Regions from separate parts of the Sus scrofa genome. Here region 1 is linked to region 2. A link is a contact called in public HiChIP or PLAC-seq data. All regions are on one chromosome and are shown on one strand. The core of a region is the stretch at or near the end of the contact, and the rest is flanking DNA. Distances in the headings are between cores, read along the strand shown.

Region 1 (4,485 bases), core at 1,051-3,550, 200 kb after region 2:
ATTTTCATGTCTTCCCAAACACAAGTTCCTTGAGAGCAGGGATTATTTCGTAAACTTCTGTCATTTATTTTATTTTTGCTTTTTAGGGCCACACCCGAGGCATACGCAAGTTCCCAGGCTAGGAGTTGAATCGGAGCTACAGCTGCTGGCCTACACTACAGCCACAGCCACGCCAGATCTGAGCTGCATCTGCGACCCCATGGCTCATGGCAACGCTGGATCCTTAACCCACTGAGCGAGGCCGGGGATGGAACACGCATCCTCATGAATAGTAGTCGGATTCGTTTCCCCTGGACCACAGCAGGAACTTATTTTGTGAGCTTCCGTATGCCCACAGAGACCGACTAACTTATGAGCCACACAAAAGATGTTATGATGAATTTAATTGATTTGATATTGAAAGCCCAGACCCTGGGAATCTGTCAGATTATAAATCAGGCCACGTGGATTAAAGGTAACTATAAATCAGGCCATCTGTTGCTATAAAGTAATAGGTAGAGGGATGATCTGGTTGAGCTCAGTTTAGGCTGGTTTTCATAACAAAATGCTCTATACCTGAGAGACGTGGTTCGCCAACCAAGAACTGCCAATCTGAGGAGAACACCCAGTGATCATTTTACAGATTTTCTAGTTTGACAACTGGATTCTACCATTAAAAAAAAAAAGGTTTATTACCTATCTGATCAATGACCCATTTATTTCACTTGGGAATGTTGGAAGGAAAAAGGAAAAACTTTTTCCCTCCGCCACATGAGTCCATTGATTGGATCCTGCAAATTAACTGACAATAGATTAACAGGAGAAAAGGCAAAATTTATTTAGCATTGGGCGGGGGGGACTTCTAATAATGGAAACCTCCAGTGAAGGACTAAAGTAACTTTATATCTCTCAGTTTAACAAAAGGGAGGTTTTTAGGACTACAGTGGGAGAGTAGGGAAGGTTCTGCCGGGCTTTTTGATGCTAATGGCAATGGTTGATCTGTCTTCACCGCAACTGAATTAGCAGGAAACTCCCTTGGAAGGAGGTTAAGGGCAGCTGTACGTTAGGTAGGTTCTGCTTTATTCAGATTTGGAGCAGTTCAGATAAGATTTCTTTCTTCATCTTCTGTAGCTGAAACGTTTTCACTTTAAAATAATCCTAATACCAAGCCTGGGGGTGCAAGTGGGTTCCCACCGAAGGAAAAGATCTTGTCCAAACATCCGAGAAGAGGAACCTAATCTCAAGTCTTGGGATGTGTCTGAGCATGCCCGACGGTGACTGACTGCTATCCGATATTTAGCCTTGTGTGGGTCTCAGCGTCTGAGACACCTCTGTTCGCGATTATAGACAGGCAAGAATGTGTCAAGAAGCAGTTCTTCAAAAAGCTCCCGAGAGGAATTCCCCTGTGGCACAGCAGGGTAATCAACCAGCATTGACAGAGCAGCCTCTCTGGTCGCTGCGGTGGCGTAGGTTCGACTCCGGGAACTTCCACATGCCTCCATAATATAAATAAATACATACAAAAAGTTATGAGAAGGCAAAATAGGGGAAACCAATAATCACTGGCCTTTAAGAAGGCAGGGTGGTGTGGGAGAAAGTGCATAGCAGTCCCGGCCAATCTGGAGCCTGGGGGCCAGATTTGGGGAACATCCGGCTTGAGGGACGGCTGTTGTGTGCTCAGGTTACTTCCTCAAATAGAGCGAAGATAACAATATCTAGCTAGTGCAATAACTAGCTAGTACTAGTTGTGAAGACTCACCAATACAGGAGGCAGGGCGCCGGCTGGGAGCAAGTCAAGGGCTCACTCGGGTCTGTGCTTGGCGGGGATGGGGGGGGTGGTGGAGAATAGAAGACTCCTCAAGAGGGCTCCCAAGACTCGCGTTATTCGCCACTTGGGCTGGCTTTAAAACTCCCTCAGAGCCCCGAGATGATTTTTAGTTTCTCTTCTCTCCGAAGCAGCCTCGCGGTGCCCAGCTGGGGAACCTGACCTTCGCGGAGCAGAGAACCGAGAGGGAGCCGTCCGACTGTCGCCGGCGGATTAGTCCCAGCCTGTTCGCTCTCTTTCCAGTTGCTCGCCGTCGCGATTGATTTTAAGTTGACACAAGGACCGGGTCGGTGCGATCTGGACTCTCGACCCAAGCCTTGGAGGAAACCGAAACCTCCGGGCTCAGCTAACAGCGGCGGAGAGCGCACGCTCGCTCGCTCGCCCCGGGCGCGCCCAGCCCGCGCGCCGCCCGCTCCCGCCCCCGGGATTCTAGTAAGTTTCGATTCTCCCCAGAGCGGAGTCCCGCGCCGCCGCGGCCAGGCCAGCGCAGGGAGCCATGGCTGACCCGGGGGTGTGCTGCTTCATCACCAAAATCCTGTGCACCCACGGGGGCCGTATGGCCCTGGAGGAGCTGCTGCAAAAGGTGAAGCTCTCCGAGGCGCAGCTCTGCGAGGTGCTGACAACCGCCGGGCCCGACCGCTTCGTGCTGTTGGAGACCGGCGGCAAGGCGGGGGTCACCCGGTCCGTGGTGGCCACCACTCGAGTCCGGGTCTGCCGTCGCAAGTACTGCAACAGACAGTGCGGCAACCTGCACCTCTGCAAGCTCAACCTGTTGGGCCGGTGCCACTATTCGCAGTCGGAGCGGTGAGTGCCCTGAGCGGGAGGGGCGGCTCCCCGGGTGGTGGTCGGGGAGGACTCGCGGCTGCTGCTCCGGGAGGGGCGCGCCCTCGCGGGGACCTCGCACCCCGTGCCGCGTCCTCCAGACGTTCACATCTTCGCTCCCCTTCTTGCTGGGCCCGCGCTTCTTCGCCTGGAGGGTCCTTTCCTTCGGGCGCCGTCAGACCTTTCCTGAATATGGCTAGCGCGCTATTGCCCTGGTGGAGACGACGATTAACCCCACGTCCTTAAGAATAAAGTACTTTTGGGTAAACCGGGGCCTAGAGAATTTGGAAGCAGGTTTGGGAAGGAAAGAAAATGCCCCCACTCTCTGGAATCTTGAGTCTTTCCCTCTCGGTCCCTCCGCACACACCCCCCCGCCCCCCGCCCCGCTCCAGCTCCCAGGCGTTCTGTGGTCTTTGCATCCGATTCTCTCTCCACCGCAGAGGGTCCCTGCTTGGCCCTCCATCGGTGCCTCCTTTCTCCTCGTTATCATTCTTCTGATATCTGACTGTAGACCGCACCACCAGACTAGAATGGTCCCATTCAAGGTCATTGATGATGGGTCCTCCACCAGAGTTGCTTCCCCAAGACCCCCCCACCCCCACCCCGTGGTGACTCACACGGTTGACCACCCACTCTTGGGACCACTTTGAACAGGGTGGCAGATCTCCCGGGCAGCTGCTTCTGTGTTTCCACTTGTTCTTTTTTGCCTCCTGATACCGATGTGGCCCAAGGTTTGGGTTAAGCCTTTTGACGTACCTGTCTGCCAAGTCTCCCCGTGGGAGCACTCTCCCTTTGGGTTCAGTTGTCACATGTACAAAGATGGCCTCCTTGTGTACATTCGCTGTCCAGGCCTTCCTGCTGATTCTAGGTTCTTGTCTCCCGGTGTCTGAGGAGCATCTGTGCCTGCATATCTTGTCAATAGGAGTCAAATTCATCCTCTGACATGCCCCCCAACCTCTTCTGCTTCACAGTACTTTCGGGACCCCTTAATCACCCAGCCCTCCTGTTCCTGTCAGGTTCCTACTTCTCATCTCACTTCTAAATGAATGCCTTGTTGAATGAATGAGTGACTTCCTCAAACTGTCGTCTTTCTCCTCACTTTTTCTATCTGTATGTACTTCTGCTAAATTACTTTTCCTGATGTAGTACTTTTCACACTTCACCCACCCCTCCTTAAAACTTGAAGTGGTGTCTTAGTGCCCAAAAAGGGTGATCATCAAACTTTTTGTGATGCACGAATGGGCAAAAACCTTTAGATCACTCACCCCCAGTATTTGTGATAAAACAGTACAAAAAGAGATGTTTTAAATGGATGAAGTAAATGAGATGTTTTCAAAAGTTTTGTTTAGAGTAGAACTGTTAAAAAAATTTAAAAATAATGCTCTGTTGCTGTTAAAAAATATTTATTGCGTACGTTGTGATGCAACAACCGCAAAGTCTGTTTGTGAGTTTCAGGAAGTTATGCGCAGGGAAGGAGTCATCTAAGTCAGCAAGGGATGAAATCAGGAAGGAGGGAAGGAGGGAAGAAAGTAGAGAATAGAAAAGCAGAAGGAACTTTCTAAGCACTCTACTGAGTAACAATGGAGATGGAGGAGTTCCCGTCATGGCGCAGCGGAAAAAAATCCAAGAAACATGAGGTTTCGGGTTCGATCCCTGGCCTTGCTCAGTGGGCTAAGGATCCGGTGTTGCCATAAGCTGTGGTGTAGGTCGCAGATGCAGCTTGGATCTGGCTTTGCTGTGGCTCTGGCGCAGGCTGGCAGCTCCAGCTCCAGTTAGACCTCTAGCCTGGGAACCTCCATATGCTGTGGGTGCTGCCCTAAAAAGCAAAACACATACACACACACACACACACACACAAC
Region 2 (3,842 bases), core at 999-3,498:
ACACATATATATGTACACACACATTTTAATTCAGCTTTGCAAGACCAGACTGGCTGCGTAGTTTGCAATTTAGCAGGTGATAGCAGTTACTTTGATCCAACTACCCTCCCAGTAAAATTAAGAAATTCAATCCATACAGAGGATACCAAAAAAGGTATCCATTTAGGATTAAAAGGATCATGTAAAGTAAGACTTAAGTGAGTTTTAGAATTTTACTATAAAGATTATTCGGTCAGCCAAAATCCTGGATTAAGCCCCTTCTCAACACCATCTTCATAATGGAAAAGGAGCAATTTAAGACATGCTGCAGTTATAAAAACCATTCTTCTCTGAAAGTGAAAAAATGGTAACTGGCAGAAGTTTCCCCAGTGGTGTTTTTTAATTAATATTAACTTGCAAGGATTTACTACACAAATAAAATTCATTTCCTTCCCAGTCTTCCCCTCTTCTCTACACAACCACAACAGGTTTGCGATCTACATTTTCTATAAAGAAAAGTTGCAAACGTGGGTTTTTATTAAAACTGAACTAGGAACACTGAAAAACGATTCAAAGTATGCGCTGTTAAAAACATTTGAATTCAATGTTTTTAATCTACTCACACATTCTGCTGCAAAGCACTTAAGGAAATTATAACAGTGGACTATTCAAAAGTTTGTGTGCCTTTTCTCTTAAGTCAAACAATTTAAATAACTTATCAAGAAAAAAAAAGCACTTCTTTAATGGCTAAGAAACTATTTGCCTGAACAAGCAACATACAAAAATGAGCAAGGGTTTGGCTTTGTTTTTAAGAGATAATGAACTAGAGCCTTCCTTCATATTCGCATGGATTTGAATCGAATTTCAAAGAGTACATTACTAACGATCATCACCAAAAAAGCAACAGCACTTTATCTTTTTATTTAGACATTCTCTATGACAAAAAGATATCCATCCAGCAATTAGTGGTTTTCTACACAAATTCTAACCTAAGCGCCTAAAAGGATCGTTGTTTCCCTCAATTCTACTTCACTGGGCACATTTTCAAAATGGTTCTACTTGGGCAACAAGCAAGATTTGTCAATATTTACTGAACAAAGCCTCTATTAAATTGTCTAACAAAATGGAGGTCTCCCGGAAAAAACAGGCCGTAACACTTTCTTTTTACAAAATGGGCCAAACACACCCACCTCAAGAAACCATGGTTTGGGTCAGATTTCCCCATAAGAACAGTTGTTTCTGTGGGGGTCGAGAGTGCATCTCTGGGACTGGATTCCTAGTGAAAAAGGTTTTTCCGGACCCAGATAAGAGGGGCGGGGGAGAGGGGGTGTCACTTCTCTCTGGATTCTCTGGAGGGCGGCGGCGAGGGATGATCCCAAAACTCTGGGTTCGGAAATTAGCTCAGGGGGACGGAGGCTTTAGCGGTCCAGGTACCCAATCAGCCACAAAACAGGCCGGCCGACTACCCAAGAGAGACGTGGGCTCTCCGGTCCCAGCCAAGTCAACACTGAACGCTTCAACTCTCCTTTCAGCCTCCAGGCCCCGCCTGACCCCATTGGCAGCAGTTCCCGCCAATCCGCTCGGTCACCGCCCCCCAAGCCCGCCTGCCCAGCCATGATTGGATGGGACAGGAGCTGGGACCTCGTGTTACCAATCTGGGAGCCCCTTACTCAGCCACACACGCAAGCCCAGGTGCACCCGCGGAACCCCTGCCCCTCGCTTTCCCGATCCCTTCCCCCACCCCCGGGGCAGTGGCAGAGACTTACCGTCCCGGGAGGTGCCCATCAACTGGTCCAGCATCGCGCGCATCTGGGCCTGCGCCGACATGGCGGCGGCGTAGCGGGCGGACGGGCCGGGGTGGGGCGCAGACCGGGCCCTCTCGGGCGGGGGGGAGGGGGCAGGGGGAAGGGGTTGGGGGAGGTGAGACGCTGTCTTGGTTGCCGCCGCTGCCTCAAGGCGTGCGGAAAAGGAGCCGGAGGGGCTGCAGGAGAGTCCGGGCTGCGTTCCTCAAGACGACGCGTACGTGGAAGGCAGCAGCCCCCCAAAGCGACCCTCGCTCCCTCACGCTCCGTCGGGTTCCTGGGAGAGAAGCGATACCGGCTAAGCAAGCTCTCGTCTCCAACACCGCCACCCGCCGGAAAACGTCAGCCCCCCCCTCCAAGCTCTGACGCCGCTCGCCGCCACCGTCGCCGCAACGTGAGCGCGCACGCTCCTCGCGCTTAGTCGTTTCCCGCGGGGGCTCCACCAACCGGCGTTCAACTGTATATACTCCGCCCGCCCCGCGTAGGAGGGGCTCCACCCTAACGGCTCTCGGGCGCGTGCACGCGGCCTTCTTCCGCTCCTGCCAACCCCCCCCCCTCGATCTCGCGAGACTCTGGTGCCTCAACGGCTCTGCGAGCCGGATCCGCCCGGGGCGCCAAAAGGTCTGTTAGGGCAGTGCCGCACGCCTTGCTGGCGAATCAGACCCAGGTTAGCCAGAGGGTTTGCCCCAGTCGAAAGTAAGTAGAGACCATGCCCGTCGTTTCGACTGAGGTTAGCAGTCTTATGGGCGTATTCCTGATGAGTACTCACAGGTTAACGTGTTTTCAGGGGCCGACCTGAAAATCGTGTAGACTCGACCTTTTTCTCCCTGCTCCCCGACCCCTTATGGAAGGAGCCCTGGAGATCTGACAGCTGGGTCATTTTCCTTAATGACTTTAACAAATGACCTTAATAGGAGTTCCCGTGGTGGCGCAGTGGCTAATGAATCTGACTGGGAACCATGAGGTTGCGGGTTCGATCCCTGCCCTTGCTCAGTGGGTTAACGATCCGGCGTTGCCGTGGGCTGTGGTGTAGATTGCAGGCGGGGCTCGGATCCCGCGTTGCTGTGGCTCTGGCGTAGGCGGGTGGCTACAGCTCCGATTCAACCCCTAGCCTGGGAACCTCCATATGCCGCAGGAGCAGCCCAAGAAATGGCAAAAATACAAAAAAAAAAAAAAAAAAAAAAATGACCTTAATAAAGCAGGGAGGCTTTAAGCCCCCAGAACTGGAGTAAGTCAAGTTCAGGAAATAATGCCCGAAATTAATACACTAGGAAATTGGCCATCTAACCTCCTTGGATTTTTCATCGTTAACGTATATAGCAGGAAGCTGTTACTCTAAATTAGAAACTATAAATATTAAGCAGTATTCTGAGAAAGGAAAGGAGGTAATCTTGTAGCCAATTTCTTTCCTGCCGAAGTTAAATATGTAGGGTAAGGCCTTTTCAGTATATCAGCAGCATTGACAACGAAAAAGAAAGCCTGTGGGTTTGCCATCACCCTGCATTCCAAAGGACGGATTACTAACTGGGACCTTCAGCAGTTTATTTCTTAATCTCACGTCTAATGGCGATAAACATACATACCTTAGCACTGTGGGGAGGCCTAAGTGAGCTAAAAGAAATGCCTAGCGTTCTCTTGGGGCACAGCGGATTAAGGATCCGGTCTTGTCACTGCCGCGGCTCGGTGGGGGTCGCTGCTCTGATGCGGGTTCCATCCCTGGTCTGGGAATCTCTACTTGTCTCTGGCGCAGCCAAAAAAGAAAGAAAGAAAGAAAGAAAATGCCCAGCCTGGAGCCCTGTCCTGATATTTAAACTTTTTTTTTTTTTTTTTTTTTTGTATAACAATTAACTCCTTAAAATGAGACAAGGGTATTTTGAAAGGATATAATGGTATTTTTATGATTGTTTCATCAAAATTTTAGCTACCATTGTCTTGGAACTTATAATTTACCAGCAAGATAAAAAAGGTTAACATGAAATAGTCATACTCCGAACGAAGATCCCTTTAAATGCATAGTGGGAGTTCCTCTTGTGGCTCAGCGGTAACTAACCAACTAGTAAC

Evidence for each region. HiChIP or PLAC-seq counts read pairs in DNA pulled down with a chosen protein or histone mark.
Region 1: an H3K27ac HiChIP or PLAC-seq map of alveolar macrophages shows a contact between it and region 2. The contact joins the promoter of ZC3HAV1 here to the promoter of LOC102162486 in region 2. A contact is called at or near these places in 3 of 47 Hi-C or Micro-C datasets (heart right ventricle and liver) and 1 of 2 datasets of contacts at active chromatin or transcription factors (alveolar macrophages).

The regions. Positions count from the first base shown.
Region 1 is chr18:10,530,222-10,534,706 of Sscrofa11.1, forward strand. ZC3HAV1 (zinc finger CCCH-type containing, antiviral 1) reads left to right here and starts at 2,301. Exons shown (of 13, transcript NM_001177489.1): 1 at 2,301-2,608. The coding sequence starts at 2,301.
Region 2 is chr18:10,330,979-10,334,820 of Sscrofa11.1, forward strand. It overlaps LOC102162486 (putative RNA-binding protein Luc7-like 2), which reads right to left and starts at 2,249. Exons shown (of 11, transcript XM_013990780.2): 1 at 1,746-2,249.